Regions from separate parts of the Danio rerio genome. Here regions 1 and 3 are each linked to region 2. A link is a contact called in public Micro-C data. All regions are on one chromosome and are shown on one strand. Each heading gives the region's core, a stretch centred on a gene start, on an enhancer-like site or on the middle of the called end of the contact. The rest is flanking DNA. Distances are from core to core; before and after follow the strand shown.

Region 1 (3,686 bases), core at 70-2,569, 190 kb after region 2:
GCAATAAAATAATGGTATAAACTAAATCTATAGTATTAAAACATGTTTGTCTTGGGTAGGTGGTGTCTATACAATGATGCAATGTCATTAGCTTAAAATAAAAAAAAAACAATAGAAACCAAGGGAGAGAAAGAGAGAGAGGGAGAGTAAATGGGGTCTTCTAATTATATTGTCTAAAACATTTAATAAAACTGCATGTGTTACCCTTTATCCAGACTTATTCCGCGTGAGGGAGCGATATTTCTACCATCCCTTTCAAGTACGCATCCTTCAATTAGAATGCTGTTCCCGTCGCCTCCCACTACCGTATAATTAGACTTGAGAGATTCAGCTAATTTCTCTCTCTCTCTCTCTCTCTCTCTCTCTCTCTCTCTCTCTCTCTCTCTCTCTCAGTTCCATTCTGATCGTCTAATTTCACCTCAAAGGCATATTTTCACGGTGTAACTCGCTGGTTAAACAAGGCCATATCCATTTGTTAATTGATGCAATTACGCATTTCTCGTAATGGTCGCGTAGGTCCCGAGATACGCATCAATCAGTTTTCTGTTGACCTGCCAGAGGTTCTCTTCACGTCTGCCGGGACTGGCCCTCTCTCTAATAGAGAGAGATGGAAACATCATCGCAATTAACATCAGGTCGGACCTCTGATCGGCCAGACAGATGCGAGCAAGGGTCCTGTAGATTCCTCTTCAGTTCATTTGCGCATCAGCGGGACAGTGTCTGAAATGTATAATAATAAGAAAATCGGGAACATATAGGCTACTAATATTATTAGATCATATATATTTAAAGAAAATAGATTAATTTAAAAAGTATAATTCGGTCTAAAACGGTAATATATTATCTTAACCTTAAAATAATTTACATGATAAACCTAAATATTGACACATGGCATAGTCACGGATAATAAAACAATATCTGGCATTAAATGCTGTTTTTATATTAATATGCAAAATATTGTTTTAAAAAAAGCTGATTTATTTTTGTATTATTGTGAAAGTGATATATATGAATTACATAATTTTTTTTTCAAAATTATTTTTTATATTTATTCAGTGGCTGTTTGAAATACTTTTAAGGGCTCTAAGTCTAATAATACACTAATGTTAGAAAAGAACAGAAAGGGGGAAAACAGGGGACAGGGGTGTGCAAAACACACCTCAAGAAAAGCGCGAAGCATGACGTGATTGGCAAACACATCATTCTATCCTCGCCGTCCCGGGATTAGAATGACGTCACACTGATACCCGTGCATGGATGAATTCTAAAGAACTATAGAGGCACAAATAATAGCACAACCACAAGTTCATATCTTGCAAGTCTTACGTTATCCTTTAAGCTTTCTACAGCTGTTTAACAACAATATTTTTGTACTTGATGAAGCTTAACTCTAATTTCTCATTTCCTTAAGGGGATTATCTATACATATAAAACTAGGGCTGGCGTAAACATCCTCAGTGCTTCCCAGTTAAGTGCAGTCATCTATTATTGAGCGAAAGGCCGAGTGTGGAAATGTGTGTAAGACGGTGGATTTGAAGTAGATTTGGTTTCAATCGATCAGCAGGAGAAGAATATTGCTTATGGTAACAAAAGAAGCAGCTATGTCCTTCTCTCAGTTTGGATATCCTTACAATGCAACTTCTCAGGTAAGCATGCAAATTATATATTTTTTTAATGTAGATGGCTATTAAGCGTGTACATCGTTGTGTGCGTTTTGTTTTCTTTTTCCACATTCTGTCATACTCCCTGGATCTCAGGAACTAACACTAGGTAGCAGCAGATTGTTCTGTCACTAAGTAAGTCCTAAACTAAAGTTAGACGTTATCGTGGGTTTGTCAATATTTATAGTAATGGGTTATTTGAATTATAAATGACCTCACGTGTTGTTGTAAACGTGTAAATTACCTTTACGGTGTAATTGTTTAGTGAGAGCGAGACTCCTCCCTTTGCCGGTAGCCTTTGCCGTCTCTGTGTATAAACTAATTACAGATTTACTGATAACATAGATAATTTCGACAACATGACTTAAGTCAAACTCAAGTTTTATTTAAAGTCGACAGATTGTTTAATTGTCAAAATAAGCCGCGCTCACTTAACTTCTCCTGTCCTGAGGCAAAACTTAGAAAGTTTACTTTCAGCTTTGACAAAATCACTTTTTGAAAAATTAAGTAAGACAAACCCTTTGCCTTTTTATTTTTAAGTCATTTACACAAAGTCTCAATTCAGTTAAACTATAGGATTATCTTTATGAATAAAACGAATGAATGAAAATAATTGCAATCGGTCTCCAAAGAAAAAGAGCTGCTTTACCACAGAGCAGCTCCATCTTACCTTAATTCTTTTTCAAACTACGGAAACGCCTGCTTTGAAACGCAAATAAAAAAGTCATGTTTATCCACAATTTTCTTCATGCAGTTTTTCGTGTCGGCAACCCCCAGTACGACTTGCTGCGATTCGATATCCAGGTCGGTGACAGAAGGATCGAGCGCATCGCAGACCGCAGCCTCCTTCTGCTGTCCCTCCTATGAGAACCGGCTGCTGGCGAGTACACGGACGGAGCTCAACGCCGCGCTCGGGATGTACGGCTCCCCTTACGCAGCAGCAGCGGCCGCAGCCGGGCAGAACTACGCCAACTACTTTCCGTATAGCGCCGACCCCTCCGCCATCTACTCCAGCCTGGTACGTGCAGCACTTCACCAGATAAAGCGGGTCCTCCGTTCAATCGATTGTCTCATTCATGTCACGGCTTGTTATTGATTATTTTGGCTTGGTAAGAGGATCAAGCTGTCTAGCACTCTGGTGAAATAACTGAATAATCAGAAGAAATGAACAGAATGAAGCAACATTGCATGACGCCTGCTTGCTATAAACAGGGCCTACTTGGTTTAATGGACAATAAATAGACAGAAATGTGCGATTTATCATAAAAATATTGAAAAAAATAGGTTTATGGAGTAAAGAGATAAAACTGTTAACACTGTGAATAATAAATGTTTATCAGCAAGCACTGTCTCAGTAACATATAACTGAAATATCAGATGCTAAAGTCTATGTTTTTTTTGTTGTTTGTTTGTTTTTTATTGTTTATATTTAGAACCCACAATATGAAATCAAAGAGGGGTCAGGCAGTCTTCATAGCACTATAACACAACCAGCCACTTACTATCCATATGACCACTCACTCGGACAGTACCAGTATGACAGGTGAGATTTGTTTTTATCCCATTTCTAATATGGCATATTTTAATATACTTAAAATGCAGATAAATGATCCAGATATTCCACTATTTATTTGATCCAGGTATGGGACAGTTGATTTTAATGGATCAACACGGAGAAAGAACGCCACACGTGAGACAACAAGTACGCTTAAAACATGGCTTTATGAGCACCGCAAAAACCCTTATCCTACAAAGGGTGAAAAGATCATGCTGGCCATTATCACCAAAATGACCCTCACGCAAGTGTCTACCTGGTTTGCCAATGCTAGAAGACGACTAAAAAAAGAAAACAAGATGACTTGGTCCCCCAAAAACAAAGCAGGCGATGACAGGAAGGAAGACCTCGGTAAGAGTGACCCAGACATTACCAAAGGTACCTCATAAATTTTCTCCGCTGCAGTTAAACAGTGTTTTTGTTTTATAAATGAATTTGGACGCTCACTTAGTACTTCTAATTCCACTTTC
Region 2 (3,820 bases), core at 635-3,134:
GATACCGATACACTATTTAAAGGTGACTGTGCAATGGACACATCCACTGTGCTTCAGTAAATGAAAGAAAGAAAGAAAGAAAGAAAGAAAGAAAGAAAGAAAGAATAATGTTTTTTATATTTAAAGATAAATAAATACAAGGTATATGGAGTTTTATAATAATTAATTGTTATAAAAGCGATCATTATTTAATTTCAGCATTACAATATGTCGAAAAATAACCCATATCCTTCTTGTTCCTCAAATGAATTTTAGTAATGTATATGCACTCGCGGGTGGTGCAGATACAACACAAACATATTCAATATCGCAGTCGACAACGCGGAGTTTCGCACTTCTCCAGTTTGTTTTGCTTTGAACTTAACATTTGTCCACTGAGTTTGAGCGTCATCATTCTTCACTCTTGAGAGAGCAGTAGCACGTGACCTCATGCACACACTCTGTAGAAGCGCCTACAGCGATCCCTTTCGGCTCACAAAGACTTTAACAAGTGAGCCAGATCATTGACTTTACTTATTTGTTTAGATTAAGCTTTTTATTATTATTTATGATTAGTATTGTATGCATTCACCGGCTTACCTGGCAATAGGGGAAATATATGGTAAATAATGCTAAATTAATAATGCAACTTTGTGGCCAATTTCACCACTTGTGTGAATGCTTGTGTACGGCATTTAAATTAAGAAAATAATGATGAACATGGCATTCAATTCAGCTTGCTCTTTTATTAAGTTTCTCAGTTATGTTTATTTGTTGATTATCGGATTAGTACAAAATGCATTTTAGCTACCTAAACTAATATATCTCCATTGTTAACATGGACGCACACAATTTAGTTTGACGGCAAACAGAATAAAATGCACGAAGAGATCTTCCACCGCAGAGGAATATATCTGTTTGAATCAAAGGGGCTTAGAGCCCCTGGTCGTGGTGGATTTGCCGTGGTTCATATGGTCTTAATCTGTCTGCGCTTGGGGCTTTGGTGTAAAGGAGAAGAAGATCTGGTTTGTTCCGGGATCTAAGGCGAAAACTGTCCAGCGGACAAATCAGTTAACACCTGTCAAAAGTTACTTCTTCACTTTCTTACCGCTGAGAATTGATCTAAGCGCGCATGCAGTCTTTGTTAACAGCTTTGTTTCTGTAAAAAGAAAACACATAGCGATATGTTTATAGGGTAAAATTAAGCAATATAATCTCCCTCTCCAAAAAGTCTCCATAATTTACAAAACCAAAGAACACAACGTCAAAACCTGCCCGCGTTCAGCTGACACGACGGCTCGATGCATTACCGACTGTCGCGTCTTCTTAGTAAAATTATAGATATCTACACGCGTCAAACAAGCGCACAATGAACGCTCAGAACCGAGCTGGGTGAAGAGCTGCAAACAGTACTTGTAGCGTCTCCTGTTGTATCTGGCAAGCCGTCCCAGGAAGATAACAGTCCATTTGGTATTAATCGTGTGAAAATGAAAGCTTCGTCTATTTAGAAAATGAGGAAAGTTGAAGTTGATGCACTGGCTCGCATGAGACCGCCATCCAGGGGCTGTAGCTGCTCAGTCTAAGGCAATGAGGCTTGTTAGAGACAAAAATAGGGGGATAGCGGGGGAGATTGTTAGTGAGTGCCAGGGTACGAATGCTGTGTGTGTGTGTGTGTGTGTGTGTGTGTGAGTGAGAGAGAGAGAGAGAGAGAGAGAGAGAGAGAGAGAGAGAGAGAGAGAGAGAGAGAGAGAATCGATTCAGGCTGGGCTGCTGTAACCCAGCTCCAGTTTGCCTTTTCTTTCGATGACTACACCCCGAGAGGAGGAGCGAGAGGCTCATAGTAGGCGTCAGAATCCTCAGTTTTCAACTTAGCATCCTGGCAGGACACTCTCCGAAGCAAAGCCCCATCTGAGAGCAAAAAACTTGTCCCGCGCGCTCGGCATGAGAGTCACAGAGCGCTCAGAGGGTGAGAGAGCGCCTCGAAAATCCGCGAGCGAGTCTGACAACGACTGATTAACGAGTGTGAAGTCTATGCAATCGTCGTTCTCTTTAATTTCCATCACTGCTAGACGCGAGGAGGACAGGACGGAGGTCTGTTTACTCGGAACTCTATGAGCGAGCGCGGCGAGCGCGTGAGAGTTTGAGGGAGAAGAACTCAAGTGAGAAGCTTATATTTGGATCTTCACCATGGCGTACCCTCAGGGCTACTTGTATCAGCCATCCGCCTCTTTGGCACTCTATTCGTGTCCTGCCTACAGTACAAGCGTGATTTCGGGACCCCGGACAGAGGAGCTAGGGAGATCTTCCTCTGGCTCTGCTTTCGCTCCCTATGCCGGATCTACAGCGTTCACCAGCGCCTCGCCAGGCTACAATTCCCATCTCCCGTACAGTGCTGATGCGGCCGCCGCTGCTACTTTCACCTCTTATGTGGTGAGTGCGCTTTTTACTCTCTTGTTTAGTTTCTACTTCTGGAAAGTTGGCAAAATACATTTTTACGCTTCGTTGTTATTGATATTGTGCTGCACTAATCATTTGCGCAACATTTGCGGTTTTAGCAATCAAATATGCATTCGCGGAATGTGGCTGGGTTTCATGTCACTTTAAATCATAATGTAGTAAAATATTATTATTATTATTATTATTATTATTATTATTATTATTATTATTAATAATAATAATAAAGTGAAAAAACAAATTGTTTTCAAATAAACATTTGATAAAGTGCACGAGGATATTTTATTGAAAACAAATGCAAAGTATTAAATGCAAACAGAAAAAAACACGCACACATAATTTAAATTATTTACTGAAGGCAAAAGAACAACCATTTAACAATTGATGTTATTTATGTTGTCATTTGTGACAACGTGATTTCTTCAACTATTTGGTCTGTGATGAATATTTCTGATATCAAAGAGAATAAATTATCAGTTGTTCCAATTTGTCTCAGGCGTGTATTTAGTCAAATAAGCTACTTAAAGGAAACATGTTTTACCGGCTATTTAAATGTGGGTTGCGCACACGTAGGCCAGCTCTGGTCAACACGCTGTCAGATGACCCTACATAAAGCTGTAACTTCTAATTAGCTGGCTAATCTGAAAATAAACATAGTCAAAAGTCAGTAAAGCTGTCGAAATGAGATTTATGATCATTAACAAAGAAGGGGGATTTGGAAAGAAAGTTGTAAAAATGTATTTTACAGTCATTCTTTTTGGGTGAAATGAGGCATCTAGCCAAAATTAAACGATAAAATACGTGACCCCGCGGCCTTGTACTTACAATTTCGATTAATTAGACGTAAAGTGTGTACATGTGGCATGCATGTGTGTGTGCGTAAGTGTGTGTGTTTGTTTATGCTGGCTTTTGAGTGTTTGTGTAAGCGATTTGAAAGCAATCCTGCATTGTGCGCAGGTGTCCAAAGTGATATTTTGCTAATGAAACAATTGGTTTGGCTCTTTGCAGAGCTCACCTTATGACCACACGACAGGCATGGCCGGGTCTATAGGGTATCATCCTTATGCTGCTCCCCTGGGCTCGTACCCGTATGGAGACCCAGCTTACCGCAAGAATGCTACCCGGGACGCCACAGCTACTTTGAAAGCTTGGCTTAACGAGCACCGGAAAAACCCGTACCCCACCAAAGGCGAGAAGATCATGCTGGCCATCATCACTAAAATGACCCTCACTCAAGTGTCCACCTGGTTCGCCAACGCCAGGAGGAGGCTAAAAAAGGAGAACAAGATGACCTGGACCCCACGGAACCGGAGTGAAGACGAGGAGGAGGACGAAAACATTGATCTAGAGAAAAACGACGACGACGAGCCAAACAAGCCCACGGACA
Region 3 (3,491 bases), core at 503-3,002, 140 kb after region 2:
CTGTGTTTTTTTATTTTCGTTCTTCCCTTGCTTTTTAATAGGTTGAAATCCACGAGATCAGTACCTGTGCTACATCAGAAAAATATGAAGCCATTCAAGCGGAGTGCTGGAACAATAAACCTTTAAAATTAGTTTTTTTTTTTTGGAATATCGGACTATTTCATGTTCAAAAATGTAAATTTCAAACACTTGCTATTCTGGGTGCATCTGCTGTTTCTGCATATTTATTCTACTATATGCAAACGTGTTATACACACACAAACACACACACACAAAAAAAAAACTTTATATTTTTGCCACAATGCTTTGTTTTTTTATACTTATGCATATGTATATGTGCATAAGAATGTTGTGGTTGTTGCCACAAAAGTACCCTGCCTTCAAATAGAATGGGTAGAATTTAATATTTCAGCATAAGATTCATGTTTGAGAAAGGTATACCTGGTTAGTCTGATATCTGTACTCAAATATAACATATAGCCAGCATCAGAACCCAGTTGCTGACAAAAAAATCTGGTATATGCAATATTAAGATACATTATTAACAAGTTTCCACACTAAAGTAACTCATTAATAAATACATAGTCATGGCCAAAAAGCAATAACTTTCTACAGTTATGAATTAAAAGTTATTTAATATACTACCTGAATAATAAGCAAACAGTTACTGTATTTAAAATGTTCTTACATTCCCAAAACAATATCATATTTAATGGGTTAATATTTAAATTAATTCATTAAGTAGCTAATAATAAAGGTATACCGTGAAGTTAGATTGAATGTGTATTAGAGCCAACTGAGCATCATTAAACTGCTGTAGCTTACCTGAATATTGTTTCTGACCACATTCATCCCACTGTCTGACCATCTTTTGAAGACCATTCTAACAGTATAATGCAAGCTCAAATCATGTCAAGCTGGATTCTTGAACATGACAGCAAGTTCACTATACTCACCAGATCTCAGTCTAACAAAGCAACTTTGAGATGTGGTAGAATGGGAGATTCTGCAGGAATCAAATCTACAGTTCTGCACAATGCTATCATGTCAATACGGAGAAAATGTCTGAGGAATGTTTTTAGCACCTTGCTGAGCCTATGCCAAAAAAAAGAAGGCAGTTCTGAAGACAAAAAGGCATTCCAAACCAGTACTAGCAAGGTGTACCTAATAAAGTGTTCAGCAAGCACATTTATTTTTTACATTACTCAACCAGATGATTAATCAGAAGATTTACCTGAATTACTTGTCAAAGTGATGCATTTTGCGGATCTGGTATGGCTGTCTATCATAAAGTGATTGCGCCAGCCAGTACAGATGCCCTCACAGCATGCATCTCTTTGGCCTGTGCCTTCTTTTAACACCGATCCCTGCATGATTTATAGCCAGACAAGCCTCCAGAAGCAGTATTTTGGCACAATGTCCGGACATAATGTGTTCTAGGCAGAGACTGGGACAAGTGAGGAGAGGGAAGGAGAGTGTTATCCCTCTGCCAACCACAAGGGGGTGTGTTTACAAGTCTACCAGAGACTCAGACAGAGATCACACACACACAAAAACATGGACACGTTCTCTGATTTCCTTGGGAATCATGATACTGTCTCTCCCATTCTCACTTTCATACTTTCCCTGCACTTAATTTTCGATTGGTCTTCTCTCCAGTTTAGATCCACAGATTGAGGGTCATACTACAGGGTAGAAAACACTACAGAGGTAAAACATTTCCACAGGCCCACTCGAATTAAGTTCCAACGTCCTAACGCATCACACATGATCATATCCCCATAAACAGAGGCACTCTGTGTTACTGAGCCAGACAGGAGAGAAACTCTTGACAACATCAAACCTGTGGGAACACAGCCAGAGAGATCTAACCTCCATCTGTTCAACAGGCCTCTTCTTTCTTTCTTTCCTTCCTTCCTTCTTGCTTTCTTTCCTTCTTTCTTTCCTTGCATCTGACTGACAGGCCTCTGGTCTTGGAGAAGCAGCTGAAAGTATAAAGGGAATCCGTTTTTGATCATGCTGATTCTCTCCGGTGAAACTCTAGAAGGGCCTGACAAAAGCAAACTCAATAAAAACAAAGGAGAACGATACCGCAGTAACTCACGAGCACAGAGAACACTCAACTACTTTATGTTGTGGCGGAACATTCAACCTTGGCTCAAGTTCAAGCTTGTTCTTCAAACTGAGTCTGAAGTGATCATCTGAAACAAGTCAAAACAAGAATTCATAATTCAGACATTTCTAGCAGTATTTTTCGACTTCCTCCTTTGTACATGGCGCTCAAAGACATCAATATTGTCCATAAGTCATATTTCAAGCTCAGCTCAGAGGAGCGTTAAAGTGTCTTAGATCAGTGATGTATATTTTGTTTAGCCTGGGGTAACAACAATAAGCGGTAAACTTTCGAATTTTTTAAATGCAATAAAAAGACTTGAATTACAATCGGATTGAATTACATGTGATAGACGGCTCTTTATTTGTGCGCCAGAGAAAATGACAGTCATTTATGGGCTCCCAGATGACTACAGTTTTGAACATCAAGACCAAACACTGACTTTTACACTTTTTACTTCAACACATAAAATCCTAGAGCGCTAAGCAGAAGAGATGGAAGTATCCAGAAAAGGCCAAAGGCAAAATTCAGGCACATAAGCAGGCAAACGAGTCGGCCTCACATTCACAACCTCCCTGGGACCAACTCTTTCTCTTTCTTGGAGACTACAAGGGCTCAGAACAGGAAGATGAGCTGTCCGAAAGGTCAAACAAAATTTACCCTTCAGCTGGCAGATGTAGATTTAAATAGAAGTCAGCCATGAAAAGAGGGAATGAATTCCAGTATGTGGAAGAAGCACAATAAACCCCTCATTACTGTTAAAATATCACTGTTAAAAACAGAGCAATCAGCAGTTCAGCAATTTAATTACAGAGCATCTCTTGTGAAAATCAGATATTCGAGGTCCCGAATAACAATGCTGAGTCAGCTCTACGGTCTTCATCCAAGTCTAGACTTTGATGATATAATGTCACACAGGCTGTATGGTAGTAGTCGCAGTGAAGAGGGCAAAAGTGTTGATTGTGCATCTTGGGCATTGAAAAGAAGCTCAAAAGTGAATAATTCTGAATATAAAATGAAGAGAAGGAAAGACTTGATCTATGGTGTGGTCCCAAATGGCAAGTGAACCTGCAGCCTTGTGGTGGACAAGTATGTCTTGCCTACAAGACACTAGTCTTGAATTGGAGTTAAACTGCACACACAATCTAAAAAACATGCCCTATGCTGCATCTATACATAAGCAAAGTCTGCCGGTCCACACTCATTAGGCCATAGATCAGCCTTCAAGCAGGCATATAGTCTAAAACAAAAGAAAAAGAAAAAAAAAGTCATTGCTCTATCCTTAGCTATTTTAAATTAGCATAAACAGTGATCATTTTAAAGAAACACTAGTGCATGCTCTAAAATAAAATAAAATAAAACAAATAAATAAATAAAT

What was found. A called contact is a pair of places that touch in the nucleus more often than the background predicts.
Region 1: a contact with region 2 is called in a Micro-C map of caudal fin, with 7 times the contacts expected there. The contact joins the promoter of irx6a here to the promoter of irx5a in region 2. A contact is called at or near these places in 8 of 18 Hi-C or Micro-C datasets (caudal fin, embryo, fibroblasts and 3 more) and 2 of 4 datasets of contacts at active chromatin or transcription factors (caudal fin and embryo).
Region 3: a Micro-C map of caudal fin shows a contact between it and region 2, with 5 times the contacts expected there. The contact joins the enhancer-like site here to the promoter of irx5a in region 2. A contact is called at or near these places in 1 of 18 Hi-C or Micro-C datasets (caudal fin) and 2 of 4 datasets of contacts at active chromatin or transcription factors (caudal fin and embryo).

What each region holds. Positions count from the first base shown.
Region 1 is chr7:35,624,497-35,628,182 of GRCz12tu, reverse strand. It overlaps irx6a (iroquois homeobox 6a), which reads left to right and starts at 1,319. Exons shown (of 7, transcript NM_001023575.2): 1 at 1,319-1,646; 2 at 2,416-2,679; 3 at 3,095-3,204; 4 at 3,302-3,567. The coding sequence starts at 1,581. It overlaps LOC110439935 (a long non-coding RNA gene), which reads right to left and starts at 2,678. Exons shown (of 2, transcript XR_002459227.2): 1 at 2,332-2,678; 2 at 1-720.
Region 2 is chr7:35,819,584-35,823,403 of GRCz12tu, reverse strand. irx5a (iroquois homeobox 5a) reads left to right here and starts at 1,884. Exons shown (of 3, transcript NM_001045227.1): 1 at 1,884-2,409; 2 at 3,442-3,820. The coding sequence starts at 2,167.
Region 3 is chr7:35,675,837-35,679,327 of GRCz12tu, reverse strand. No RefSeq gene overlaps it. Among named protein-coding and RNA genes, the nearest start is that of irx6a, 51 kb to the right of the region's middle. Within about 2 kb of position 1,752, at least 4 of the 62 cell types and tissues checked have an H3K27ac peak or open chromatin away from gene starts, as enhancers often do. A contact at or near this core is called in caudal fin, where this site is marked.